Linked DNA regions of Mus musculus: region 1 is linked to region 2. Evidence: chromatin contacts called from public Hi-C data. All regions are on one chromosome and are shown on one strand. Each heading gives the region's core, a stretch centred on a gene start, on an enhancer-like site or on the middle of the called end of the contact. The rest is flanking DNA. Distances are from core to core; before and after follow the strand shown.

What was found. Hi-C and Micro-C count contacts between places; a contact is called where the count stands out from the background.
Region 1: a Hi-C map of muscle stem cells shows a contact between it and region 2, with 4 times the contacts expected there. The contact joins two enhancer-like sites. A contact is called at or near these places in 1 of 484 Hi-C or Micro-C datasets (muscle stem cells) and 1 of 9 other capture datasets (pancreatic islet).

What each region holds. Positions count from the first base shown.
Region 1 is chr9:45,662,865-45,666,088 of GRCm38.p6, forward strand. The region is part of intron 4 of Dscaml1 (DS cell adhesion molecule like 1); the gene reads left to right. Among named protein-coding and RNA genes, the nearest start is that of Gm22069, 30 kb to the left of the region's middle. Within about 2 kb of position 1,682, at least 47 of the 459 cell types and tissues checked have an H3K27ac peak or open chromatin away from gene starts, as enhancers often do. A contact at or near this core is called in muscle stem cells, where this site is marked.
Region 2 is chr9:45,298,620-45,301,923 of GRCm38.p6, forward strand. No RefSeq gene overlaps it. Among named protein-coding and RNA genes, the nearest start is that of Tmprss13, 19 kb to the right of the region's middle. Within about 2 kb of position 2,037, at least 318 of the 459 cell types and tissues checked have an H3K27ac peak or open chromatin away from gene starts, as enhancers often do. A contact at or near this core is called in muscle stem cells, where this site is marked.

The DNA.
Region 1 (3,224 bases), core at 432-2,931, 360 kb after region 2:
CCAGCTCCTGAGCACTGGGGTTTTAAGTGTGCCACCACTTCACATGTATGCTGTGTTGAGGGTCAAATCAGGACCCCACGCATGCTAGGCAAGCACACTCCCAACTCTTCATCCTCAGCCCCCAATGTTTTCTGTCATATTCCATGCTATTTTAATTTTCTTCAATGCTGGTTGCAACCCACAGAATGGATAGCACAGCCTCCTGGGGGTGGGGATGGGGTGGGGGCGTTGACCAGCAGTTTGAACATCCTTGCCTTGAAGAGATGGGGAGGAATGGAAAGAGAGAACGAACTGATAGAAACTCACTTTGTGGGTGGCTAAAACCACAGGATCATGCCCCACTCCAGGCTCTGGAAAAGGACTCAGCTATTCTGTCTGTTTCTGTCATCTATAGCTTAGGGACATCAACCCTCATTGACAGGTGACCCCTCAGGACCTGTCTCATGTGCCTAACACAGTTGAAAGAAAGATCAAGCAAACGGGAATCGGGAGGCAATAACCAGACTGCCCAGTCTGACCCTCATGTCTCTGATGTCTGGTCCTGTGGCTAGCACCCAGTGAAAACCAAGCAAACATTTGTGGCATTGGGGAGCGCCGTGGGAAATCATGTGTCTGTGGTGAGACAATGACACTTGGCCATGGCGCAGACCATGTGGTAGGACTTCTGAATCTGTAGCCAACTCAGAGTGTGTTCCGTTGGAGTGGTTTGCTTCCAAATTACAGAGCCTTGTTTGCATGGTGCTTTGCATCTCATTTGCATGCTCCTCACACAGTGCAGGGGTGGGGGCACAGAGAGCTCCTATTGCAGTCCTGCTCTGCTCTCCCCCATCAAATCCTTCATTCTGTGCGCCGGTGGCCAGACTTACAGCTTTGGGAGTGGGGAGTGAGGATTAGGCAGGGGTCCCTCAAAAGAACAGATTCTGGAAGCTGGAGGCTGTGCCAGCTTTTCTTTCTAGGCCTACACCATCGTGTTGGGTAAAAGGCACGGTGGAGGAACCGTGCCTCTAAGGACTAGGAGATAAAACCTCACCTAAAGGGACAGAGGTCAGATACAAAGATGTCTGGACAATTCTGGGAGAGAGGCCTGGGCCCAGAGAGAGTGGTTCAGGATAGGAAAGAAGACCTAGACCCAGACCAGAGAGACACACCAAGACAAAGGGAAGTGGGAGAAAGGAAGGAAGATGCCGGAGGGAAGAGAACAGCAAGGAGAGGAGGAGAGACCTTGCAGTGACGCAGGGCCCTGATGTGATGTGATGTGACAAGGCAGCTGCAAGCTGCTTGTCTCTGAAAAAAAAAAAAAAAAAAACGCAAGTGATCTGAGAGGGAGGCAGGGAAAGGCATCAGGGGAGCTGGGGACTGCCAGGCTCACTGCCCCTACTGCGCCCCTAAGCCCAGCCTGTCCCCAGGAAGCACCTGCTCCGTGTCTCGAAGGCCTATGAGCGCCTGAAAGGGCTCCCCATATGTGAAGGTGAGGGGGATGAGGAGGGGGCCACATCCTGGGTTGGAGATGACGCAAGAAGGCCAGAGGCTCTTTGCGAGCTGGACTAGCAAGCGTCCAGTGAAGTCCAAGAGAACGGCAAATACAGTTAGCTGGGCAGTCGTTAGGAGGCCACTGGCTATGGCATGTGGGATTCAGTGGTACTTGATGCCTGGCAGGCCTCCAGAAGCCAGCATTGGCAGGGAGGTCTGTGTCTTTGCCCTGTGGTTCCTACACCATCTTCCTGTCTCTGTCACATTCCCAAGGCAGGGCATAAGAGTAGGGAACTTTTTCTATTTTTCTGTTTTCTAAGTCAAACAGGGCAGTTACAGAAAGAGACTAAGTCTCCCCTGAATCCTCCGTGATAACACCCCTTCCATATGACTTGGGGCTTTCTAGAGACTTCTCCAAAGCAGAGCATCAACCTCTCAGAGACTTAGTCTGAGCCTCACCGTGAGACAGAGAACAAGGGACCAGACAGGATGTGGAACCGGATTGCCATTCCCCAGCAAATGCAGGACAACCATGGAGCAGACTCTGTGTGCCCTGGTTCCAGCCTTAGCTCAGACAACAGGGCATCCCAGCAGCCTGACCTGGGGCCCCACAACCTCAGGCAGAGCTGTCGTTCCCAGCCCAGAGCCTACGCTGGCAGCGCCCAGTCCCCTGGGATGTCACGTGTACACGCCATAGCCCTTTACGTCTCTGCTTCCTGGTAATGAAAGAGGTTTCTTTTCCCTACCACCCCCTGGAATTTAATTTCACGCCTAGGCCTCGGTGATTAATTCTCTCCCCCCTACCCTGCCCCTCCTCAGCCACCCTGGCGGCCCCTCCGCTTGTAAATTCTGCCCTGTGCCATGGAATTTGTGTATTTCGCATCAATTAAGTGTCACATTGAGTAATTCTTCTCTGGCACTGGCTCTGTTGATCCCAACCAATCAACCGTTCCCACTGGGGTGGAGGAGGGGAGAGGACCGCAGATCTGGACGGGAGGGAAGGGGGATGAGCATCAGTTGGCAATCAACGGTGCATCTGCCCCTCCTGTGTCTGTGAGGCACCGTGGCACACAGCCTGCCACGCATTGCCTAGGACGGAAATGTAAGATATGGAGGTGCCAGGCGGTTAAGAACACTGACTGCTCTTCTGAAGGTCTTGAGTTCAAATGGTGGCGCACAACCATCTGTAATGAGATCTGATGCCCTCTTCTGGTGTGTCAGAAGACAGCTACAGTGTACTCAAACATAATAAAAAATAAATCTCTAAAAAAAAAAAAAAAAAGATACGGTGGTGTCATAACCACCTCCCCTGGGCAGGGGAGACACTCAGAGCAGAGGTCATGAGACTCACCCAAAGTCTTAAGGCAGTCTAGAGACCAGGTAGATGTGTCACTTGGACCTCCTGGGTCCCAGCCATAAGCAGAGACAGAGAAGCACCTCTGGAAAGTTCCTCTCTGGGAGAGACTCCTGCCCTGACTCCTCTCCAAGGTACAAGAGCAAAGAGCTGACAGCCCCCATTGATGCGGTGAGTCTGCAGCTCCCCCATTTACTCCATTCAGCGTGTTAGATTATTCCATCTGGGGCCCCAGCTGCTGAACCAGGACAAGGGCAAGCTGCTTTCAGAGCTCTGGTCTGCCATGTCCTCCTGAGCTGGTCCCTATACTTCTCTGGTCTCAGTAACCTGTGTTCTCTAAAGTCACAGGCAGCTATAGTCTATAAAGCTGTCAGTGTGGAGTTTATCCAGCAAACTCAGC
Region 2 (3,304 bases), core at 787-3,286:
ATTTTCCATTCACACCTGGATGTTGGCATCGGGGGTTGGACAAGCATCCACCTTAAAATTCACCCAAGTGTTTCACGTGTGGTTCAGGTGCCAGCGCAGAGTCAAACCCTCCTCGCCCTCTTCAGAACCCTCTGATCTTCAGCAAGTTACTGGGTATCTTCTAGCCTCTCTCAACTATCAAGAGGGCATCACAGTGATACCTGGGGTCCAGGGCAGCCTGAGATACCCAAAGGCCAATCCTAAAGGGCACAGTGAGTGCACTGAAGGTTAATCCAAGAAATCAGCCATTCTCCAGTAACAGGCCTGGAAGAACTAGGTATCTCCTGACCTGACTATCAAACTGGCTGGGAGTGAGAGAGTACTTGTTTCCCAGAAAGACACTCACAGCTTCTCAGATCACCTCATGAAACGGAATGAAGCCCAGACAATAATGGATCAGTGGGCGTTCTGACCAGGACTGCTTAGATATGCAAGTTCCTAGCCCTCTGTTTAAATTTCAATTTCACTTTAGGGTTCTGAGATGGACTTGAAGTGGTCACTGGATCTGCCTCTTCCCAATGTGACCACAATGAGCAAATCTCCTTTCTGGTTCTCTCTATTGGTCTGGTTGGGTAGATCTATTTATCTATTGTCTTCTTGGGGTAGAGACTGTGACAGGACTGTGACCCCCCCCCATCTTTTGGTAGCAGTCCCTGCTCTTTGAGAGTCCCAGGAGATGAGCTCAGCTCGGCCCCGGAGGTGATGTCATCTGAGTCTTCTCCGGAGGGACTTCCAAGGGAGCCCTGTGTGAGTTCACTCTGCACTTCTGTTTTCAAACAGCTGCTCTCTGCTCCGGTCTCTGGGTGCCACTCTCAGTTCTCTCTTTGATTCCCACCCAAACCAACAGAGAAGCCAAGTGAAAGAGTAAAAACTCCCTTATGTATGTAATCAATCCACTGAAAACGAAGGTCCAAGGAGAAGCCAGCGTGCCTGTCTCGGGGACCTACACTCCAGCATACACAAGGACATTGCTACCTTTAAAGTCATGTTGACCACCTTGCCCCAAGGGTCTCATGGTAGCGCATCAACCCCAAAGGGACTCACTGTTCACTTCTTCCCCCTCCGTCCTCACTGTTCTCATTGGTTTGTTTTTCTAAGTGTATGAGTGCCTGGCCTGCATGTATGTCTAGTGGGCGTAATGCCCACAGAGGCCACAAGAGGGTGCCAGAGCTCCTGGAACTGGAGTTATGAACAGTTGTGGGCCACCGTATGGCTGCTGGGAATGGAACCTGGGTCTTCTGTAAGAACAAGTGCTCTTGAGCACTAAGCCATCTCTCCAGCCCCCTCTTTGTTGTCTTCCTCTGAAACCTTCTTACCATTCCCATCACCACATAGATTCTTCTACTTTCAGCTAACCACTTTGTTTCCTCTGGATCATTCATTGTTACATCCATTAGTTAATTTGTGAGTCCTCACCTGCCTCCCTCTGTCACATCTCCTGAGAGCATGGCTCTTGCCAATCTGCATACCCCAGGACACCCAAACAGATATGTGCCACCAGGACACTCTAATTTGGTCTAGTGTGGTATACCAAGTGGTACAGAAAAGGGGGACACATGAAGAGGATGCAGATCTAGAGGCAACATTGGGAAGCATTAAGTCTCAGGGACCTGAAGAGTGGCATCGGCTTCCCCAACACCTCACTGGCAAAGCACTGAATTAATTTAGAAAGGATCCCTTAGAGAACTCCGAAAAGTCCGTGAAGATGACAAGATGATGTTTCTTCAAGAGGATGCTCAGGGAAAAGGTCAAAGTGAGAAAATTATAGAGGAAGTGGACTGGGAAGAGGGGTGTCTCGTACTGGGAGCTACAGGGTATGAGGCAACTGAGGAAAACCGGTACTGGGGGTAGCCAGGAGGTGGAAGGAGCAGAGAGCTTTTCCGAATGCTGTCACTAGGTGGCGCCCGAAGACAGAAACTGGAAGGCAGGACATTCACGCGAGCGTGCAGATTCTCCAAGTCACTTCCCCGGAAATGACTCAGCAGGGATGACTTCAGCAGGTGGGGTTCTTCCGCTTGCGACCCAGGCTGCACGACGTTACATCAGGCACTGGGTGCAGAGGAAGTGGGCTTCTCATTTCATTCACGGAGTACCCACTCTTCACTCATCATCAGTCCAGTCCGGGTTCTTTTGTATCTGGGCAATGTCGTGAGAGCATCTGACTGATCCCTGCACGGAACAACGTGAAGTAAATGGATGACAGAGTGGAAAACACTCTAAGCCAGCCCAGCCCAGCCTCGCTCACAGTTCTAGCGCATGCTCTCTCTCCTCTGAAACCAGGCATCACTAGTCAACTTCACCCTGTGCCTGGCATTTATGACACACTGCCCTACAGACTGAGTCCATATCTTATCTCCCTGACTGTGGAATGTAGCATGTGCTGGTCATATCTCATTAATCACTTTTATCTCATGAACATCCCTCCCCAACACTCAGCATAATATCTGGACCACTGGCCTGTTTGGTAAAGATCTGATGATGATGGTGGTGATAATAAAGGGGGAGGAGGAAGAAGCAGAGGATGGAGGAGGAAGAGGAAGAAGAGGAGGAGGAGGTGGAGGAAGAAGAAACCATAGGCCATCGCCAATGAGGTAGTTACTTGCCTAGCAAGTCCTACACATCATAGATATTAACGATGACAAAGGTCACTGGAGCAGGGAGGGGAGGTGCCTGGGCTGGCTGTGAGGGTACTCAGCAGCTCTACTCCCAGCATCATATCTTAGGCAGGAAGTGGTACAGAGAATCCCCATAGCAAGGCCTTTACCACCCCCATTGCTAACAGAGCAGTTTGGGTCCTACTGGACTACGACTCCATCATTATATCCTACTGGGCTGCAGTCTCGTAATAGAGGAATGCAAGGCCTAAAAATCAGTATTGAGACGTCCAAGATACCTGCCATCTGTGCAACACTGAGTCTGCACCTCTGTCTACACAGTAGCTGTTGTGCTTTATAAAAGAGAGCCAGGATATGTTTGATAGAACCAAGTATGGTACAGTGGGAGGGGGCCTTGGTGGGCCTGTGCTGTGACATCCCTTCTCTCTGAGGTACCAGCCATAGGACAGGTATAGTGTGGACAGAGTTTATTTATGCGTGGGAAGGGGGGTTGGGAAGGGAGTAGAGACAGAGAAAGACAGGGGGTAGAGGGAGAAGGAGAAAGGGGTCAGCGAGAGAAGAGAGTCAGGGGTGGGGGCAGAGTGAGCAAGGAGCGACCAAACAAAGTCTTTAAGAACAAGCCAGGCCTACCTGGCTGTTGCTAGGTAACT